Regions from separate parts of the Mus musculus genome. Here region 1 is linked to region 2. A link is a contact called in public Micro-C data. All regions are on one chromosome and are shown on one strand. Each heading gives the region's core, a stretch centred on a gene start, on an enhancer-like site or on the middle of the called end of the contact. The rest is flanking DNA. Distances are from core to core; before and after follow the strand shown.

What was found. Hi-C and Micro-C count contacts between places; a contact is called where the count stands out from the background.
Region 1: a Micro-C map of macrophages shows a contact between it and region 2, with 3 times the contacts expected there. The contact joins the promoter of Il1b here to the enhancer-like site in region 2. A contact is called at or near these places in 9 of 39 promoter capture datasets (the 3T3-L1 cell line, 3T3-L1-derived adipocytes, the C10 cell line and 6 more), 1 of 484 Hi-C or Micro-C datasets (macrophages), 1 of 115 datasets of contacts at active chromatin or transcription factors (neural progenitor cells) and 2 of 9 other capture datasets (adipose tissue and liver).

What each region holds. Positions count from the first base shown.
Region 1 is chr2:129,369,583-129,373,141 of GRCm38.p6, forward strand. Il1b (interleukin 1 beta) reads right to left here and starts at 1,557. Exons shown (of 7, transcript NM_008361.4): 1 at 1,486-1,557; 2 at 702-763; 3 at 121-169. The coding sequence starts at 748. Il1bos (interleukin 1 beta, opposite strand) reads left to right here and starts at 320. Exons shown (of 3, transcript NR_015474.1): 1 at 320-339; 2 at 3,212-3,559.
Region 2 is chr2:129,261,539-129,264,939 of GRCm38.p6, forward strand. No RefSeq gene overlaps it. Among named protein-coding and RNA genes, the nearest start is that of Ckap2l, 34 kb to the right of the region's middle. Within about 2 kb of position 1,748, at least 60 of the 459 cell types and tissues checked have an H3K27ac peak or open chromatin away from gene starts, as enhancers often do. A contact at or near this core is called in macrophages, where this site is marked.

The sequences.
Region 1 (3,559 bases), core at 307-2,806, 110 kb after region 2:
AAAATAATCCCATCACAAAATAGCCTGGGAGCAAGGCAGTCCCATATCCCTTCCCGTTTGGGTTTTTTTTTCCCATGCCACAGTCCCTCCACAGGTTAGGAGCCAAGCTCAGAGTCTCACCTTCATCTTTTGGGGTCCGTCAACTTCAAAGAACAGGTCATTCTCATCACTGTAATGAAAACAGATGTGGTCAAGTGATAGCTCCTTATCAATACTGAGCAGACAGACTTCCATTGTTCATAAAACCACACCTACCATGACTCTTAAAGCTTCCCAAAGACTTCTGGGAAGTTCTACAGTGCTACGTAAGTAACAGTCTAGAAGCAGATTCTGGGCCAGGTAAGTGGGTGCTCTGGTTGCTCTCTGTTGACTTCTGACACCTAAATTCTAGACTAGCAGAGTTAGCTAAAGTCTGAGCTCTCTGCCTTTGCTTCCAAGCCAGACTTTGCAAAAGAGTCTCTTATCCTGTCCATGTGGAAGTTTTTCTTACCATTGCATCTGTAGGAGTCCCTGTAGTGACAGCACCTAAGTCCCTAGGTTGGGCTTGGGAGTGAAGAGGTCAGTCTTTAAGCTAGGTTGCTTGAACTCTGATAGCCACTGAAGGAGATGAGTTGGGGACTCTCTGGCCTCTGAAAGTAGATAGCCCTCCATTCCTGAAAGCAGAGTGCTGGATATGTGACCACTCTCCAGTACCCACTGACCTGTCAAAAGGTGGCATTTCACAGTTGAGTTCAGGAACAGTTGCCATAGCTGCTTCAGACACCTGTGTGAAGAAAGAAAGTGGGTGGGCATCCAGCGTTAGCTCCCCGAGGGGCGTCCTTCATATGTGTTTCTCTTAGCTCTAGTTCAGGGCAGGCATGCTAAACTGGTCTCTGAGGAATGAAGGAACGGAGGAGCCGTTGTATAGGTCTAGAACAGTGGCCCTTTTGGAGTCAAGTGGCCCTTTCACAGGGGTCACCTAAGACCATTGGATAACACAGATATTTACACTTCATAACAGTAGCAAAATTATAGTTATGAAGTAGCAATGAAAATAATTTTAGGGTGTGTGGGGGGTCACTACAACATGGGGAACAGCATTAGGAAGATGCTCTGGAAGGAAGCAACAGCAGAGCCAAACCCTAATAAAGAAGCTTTCCTACAAGACAGGAGCTGCCTTTTAGATGTCAGCGGCTATACAGACAGTACTCATTTCCAGAGTACTTCACAAACCATGGAGGTACAGCTACTTTTTATAAATAAAAAGCCCAAAGTCCATCAGTGGGGGGGGGGGAAAGAGAGAGAGAGAGAGAGACAGAGAGAGACAGAGAGAGAGACAGAGAGACAGAGAGAGACAGACAGAGAGAGACAGAGACAGACAGAGAGAGAGAGAGATAGACAGACAGAGACAGAGAGAGAGACAGACAGAGACAGAGAGAGAGAGACAGAGAGAGAGAGATAGAGAGAGACAGAGAGAGAGAGAGACAGAGAGAGAGAGAGACTTACTTGCACAAGGAAGCTTGGCTGGAGAGGATCCCAGATGAGCCTATTAGGCCTCGAACCACTGCAGGGTTTGTTGTCCAACTTGTTTTCCCTCCCTTGTTTTATAGTCCTAAAAAGCAGAAGTGAAGAGCTGTGAAATTTTCCCTTGGGTTAACTGATTTCACAACAAAACTGAAGGGTGGGGGAGGGGGGAGAAGCTTGATGGGAATTCTTAGGGGAAGAGGCTATTGCTACCCTGAAATAATTTCTAATCCCTGGAAGTCAAGGGGTGGCAGATAGTGACACATTCGCAAGTGTGTCATCGTGGTGGAAATGGGCATTATTTCCCCCTGGACAATTGTGCAGATGGTGTCAATATTAAAAATATTGGGTTTTCCTGGGTTAGCTGTACATTTTAAGTCAGGATGTGCGGAACAAAGGTAGGCACGTAGATGCACACCCAGAAGTGTGTCACCTCTCTCGCCTCCTTGTGCTTAAGCTGAGGGAGCTTTGCAGTTGGAGTTTGGTAACTGGATGGTGCTTCTGTGCTCTCCATCAACTGTGTTAGCAGGGGCTTCTGGAGAGACACGCACTTCCTTGTGTGGGTCAGGGCACACACAGTATGCAGGTATCAGTGTAGACTTATCATAGGGTCAGGGAACTCTGGAAGCAAGCCTATGCAGTCTGATAATGCCAGGGTGCTTATTTTTTTCTTTTATTGGATATTTTCTTTATTTACATTTCAAATGTTATCCCTTTTCCAGGTCTCCCCTCCGGAAACCCCCTATCCTCTCCCCCTCCCCTGCCTCTATGAGGATGCTCCCCCACTCACCCACCCACTCCTGCTTTCCTGCCCTGCCAGGGTACTTATAATACCATAGCCAGTCTCATGTTGAAACCATATCAGTGCTAGGTGATCAGCAGAATGAGCCTGAATTAAGTTGCACAGTGCAAAGGTGGTGAACGAGGCATCTGCCTGTTCATGAGCACAGTCCATCTTAAAAAGTGAAGAGATAGTCTTTGCCTAAAAAATTGTTTTGGAAAATTCTTGTTTCTATAAGATCTGGGGAGACCAAGTCTCTTGGCCATATCAAGCATCACTAGACTGCTAACTCAGAGAGCCCAGGGAGCCTACCCAGGGGAGCTCTTCTTGCTTGGATGGAATGAGCAACCAGGCCATATGAATGCTGCATACAGTCTCTTGGGCACATCTACAGTATAGTAGAATCCTCAGTGGAAACCTAACTCCTTTGCTGAGCCCTCAGAGAGTCTGTGGACTCCATTAGAGCCAGGTCTCCACAGTGCCTGGCAGATGGATGCAGGCAGTAGGAGCTAGCCCGGGTGAGTAGGAATTTGGCAATGTGTTCATTCAGATGAGTTTGTACCTAGTATGTTTTGGTTACTGAGCTTATTCTGCAGCACTGAAGGGAAATAGACAGACAGAATTGGAAGGAGGAATAGACAAGGCTCTACTATGAAACAAGGTTTACTTACTAGGCAGCCTTCTTTTGCCTAATTTGGTTCACAGCATCTCGATTTCAGGAAGGCAAACAGAAGAATCCTGCCTTTGACCAGCTATATGTTTGATTTGAAATCTGAAGATGGTTCAGGGTCTCAGTTGCTTTTGAGTTTGGTGAGCAATGGTCAGTTCTCAGCACTAAGGTCTTATAAGATGTATTATCTAGTTCTGCAGACAATCCAGAGGTCCTGTCTGGGCCATCTGGTTCATTTTTCTGTTCTGCCTTCACAGGGTCCACATTTCAAACTATGCCTGGAGGGACTAACACCTTCCTCAGAGCCTGTGTGCAGGGCTGGAAGGTCTGATGATTTTATGGGCTGTCCTGACAGAGATTATTGGAGACTCCTTTGGTCTGCTGATGTGAGTTGAACCAGGGATGGTGAAAACCAGGGGACAGAGAAGGGTAACTAGGGGCCTGAGTGTCAGCTCCAAGTCCCTTCTCCCTGGATGATTTTTCAGGAGCCTTGAGCTCAGTCTAGTTACAGAATCTTCTTCACCATCTGCTAGTTATAACACTCCTAAACCCTTGAGCTGATGCCTGAGAGGAGTGGTTGTCTGGGAGGATTTGGAGGAAGGCAC
Region 2 (3,401 bases), core at 498-2,997:
CTACAGTCAGAACGTGAGTGACTGGGATGAAGCAGTCTCTGCTTTTTGTAGCAGAGCTGGGAGGAGCCATGTCATTGTGGCTGAGAAGCTCTGTGGCTTGTGGCTACTATGGGGGAGAGCAGTAGTGACCCACACAGAGGCACTGGGAAATTCACAGAGACTCTTTGTTTCCAAGTACAGAAATACATAGTTATGTAGAAATACATACACCTATAAATTGCTTGTATCTTTATTTAATTCCCCTGTTTGATTTTGATTAGGGAATTATATTGATTGTTAAAATTATGGAGATAATGACATTGTTTATGAATTCCAATTCAGGTTAGTCTTGGGATTTTGCTTTCAAAATTAGGGACATTCGGGTCTTCAGCGCCACCACGGGATCTGCTCACCAGCTGACTGTTGGCGTCCTGTAAGCACCCTTTACAGATAGATAGCTGTTGGTTGGTCCATCATCCCAACCCATCTGCTGTGCTCTGCAGGAGAGGGTAGGACTTTTTCAATGGTTACTAAAAAGGACTCCTGAGTGGGAGTCTTTAGATGCCAGTGGCCAAGGAGGAGGACCTTTTGACCTTAGAGCTGAGACCCCTGCTGTCACGAGGGACCTTATTTCTGCTCTGACACTTGTGGGGCTTGCTTGCTATAATGTCCTGTCAGGTCCTCTTCTGCTGGGGGTGAGCAGATGGAGTGTGTGTATACCGTGCCCGAGCGTCTCCTGCTTGGCCTTGGGTTGGTGTAGAGCAGGAAGGAACTGTAAAGTAGCCCTGCTCGGGGTACCCAGGGCAGACTTAATCTTGAATCTGTGCTTTGCCTGTCTTTTCACAACTGACTCGGTCCTAGACATGGGCTGGCTAGACATGGTCCATCTCCTGCTCCAGACAGTTTTTAGAAAACTGAAAATGTATGGAAAAAAAAAAGCATTGAAAACTTTTTGTTGCTCTCCCCCCCTTTTGAGATAAGGTTTCTCTATGGAGCCCTGCGTGTCTTGGTACTTGCTTTGTAGACCAGGCTGGCTTCGAACTCATGGAGTCTGGCCTGCTTCTGCCCCCTAGAGATTGGGATTAAAGGCATGTACCACTGTAGTCTCCCCTCCCCCAGCCTGAAACCTGCTTGCTCAGGGGTGGAGCTTCCTGCTCATTCGTTCTGCCACGCCCACTGCTGGAACCTGCGGAGCCACACATGTGCACCTTTCTACTGGACGAGAGATTATTTGGCGGGAATCGGGTCCCCTCCCCCTTCCTTCATAACTAGTGTCGCAACAATAAAATTTGAGCCTTGATCAGAGTAACTGTCTTGGCTACATTCTTTTCTCTCGCCACCTAGCCCCTCTTCTCTTCCAGGTTTCCAAAATGCCTTTCCAGGCTAGAACCCAGGTTGTGGTCTGCTGGCCGGACACAACATACCACCACATCTGGCCACATTGAAAATTCTCAATGAACTGATTTGGGGCTCGAGAATTCACTCAGGGGCCAGTATAGCTGTTACCTTAGAAGGCATCTTTGGTGGCCATTGAACCTTTTGAAAATGTGTGTAACAAGAAGAAATGGAAATCTTCTAACCAGCCCTCCCAGGGTTACATCGTGTCTACATATGATTTTATTTCTAAATATGTCTTTTAAAAATAGCATTTCTTTGAACTTTGTGTTTCAAAATTTCTAAAGCCTGCCAGGCTGGATCGTCTTGCTAGGCTGGGTTGGATTGTCTCACTAACTGTCCTGTCATCCTGAGTCACTGTGGCAGATGATTCAGACGTGGCAAAACACACCAAAACTCATCTCGTAACTGGATTATTTTGATAGGAGCCTCACACGCAGCCCTGGAGCCTCAGAGTTCTGAGTCCTGACTTTAATTCTCTCCCACTGTTCAGTGTTTGTCTTAGTGGAGATGACTGTCATTATGTGGTGGCTCAGACTGACCTTGCCTATTGGAGGTGACAAAGTGGACCTTTGAAGGGACAGCTCTAACAATGCAGCTCTCCAGGTTCGCTCTCAGGAAGTATGAGCGTTTAGAACGAGGATAGCAGTTCCCTTTTCCTACTTCCTGTGTATCCCAGAAACACCCAGGGTTGGCACTGTTAAGGCCTCTCCTCAGAGTGCTTCTGGGCCCCAGAGTCTACAGGGTTACACTTTTCAGGCACAGCTCAGGTACCACCAGCATTGTGTCTTTGGACACAAATTCATCCCTGAGAGGGTAGCGATATTTCTTCAGCTATATTGTTTATACCTTAAGAACCACGCTTTTCTGGAAAGGTCCTGGAAACCACTGCAAAGCCAATATTATAAAACCTCACAGAATTTCCTTCCTGGGCAGAGGACAAAGGTATAAACCATCAAAATACCTGAGGGGCTCAGGGAGAGAGGAGAAAGGGGAGAGGAGGGGAACAGGAAGAAGAGGAGGAAAAGAGAGGAGAGGTGGCCAAAGGGCCTTTATACACTCTGCCCAGGCTCTCCTAAGGCATCCCTCTGACTCTCCTGCTATTCCTGTTCCCACTTAAGGCTTCAAGGCATCCTGCCTCGCTGGCTAGACTTCTGTGTTCTCAGCTCCTGACCATAGATGGCTCTTGTGGGGCCTTAAACATGTACTTGCGACAAGTCACCACTAGCTCCTCAGATCCTTGGGGGTCAGGCTGTTCGGCCCACCATCCTCGTCTCTAGTGCCTGCAGCATCCCGAGATTTTTACTGAATGAGGAGTTGCTCCTCTGGGTTGCCTTGGAGAACTGCAGGGGAAGGGGTGGAGGAACAAAGGATATGGAGTAAGGGAGGGGAGGTAGGAACAGGCTATGAAGGTTTGACTTAGGAATCTGCCCTCAGGAGCTTGTCTGGGGCAGGACAGGTTGGGACAGGGACCTCAACTTGAGTCATCTGCTGCAGGCTTTAGTTTTAACCCTGACGTTCCTCATTTATCTGTACTTTGGGGATGCATGGCGTCACTCCCAGGGATATGTGGCAGACACTGAAGTCACCTCTCCCACACATACATACAGTTTAAGTTCATAGATCTGACAGACATTGCCAAGCTTTCTTTGAGGATGAGTAAGGGCATGTGACCTTCTCTTCTTCCTTCCCATGGCTAGAGCTTGTTGTGACCGACTTTGGCCACCTCCATCAGGCTCCCAGACAGGAGGCAGAGCCCCAGAATGGGTGGACTGTGCTTGTTACCGTCTTAGTAACACACACTTTCACCTGTTACCGTCTTAGTAACACACACTTTCACCTGTTACCGTCTTAGTAACACACACTTTCACCTGTTACCGTCTTAGTAACACACACTTTCACCTGTTACCGTCTTAGTAACACACACTTTCACCTGTTACCGTCTTAGTAACACACACTTTCACCTGTTACCGTCTTAGTAACACACACTTTCACCTGTTACCGTCTTAGTAACACACACTTTCACC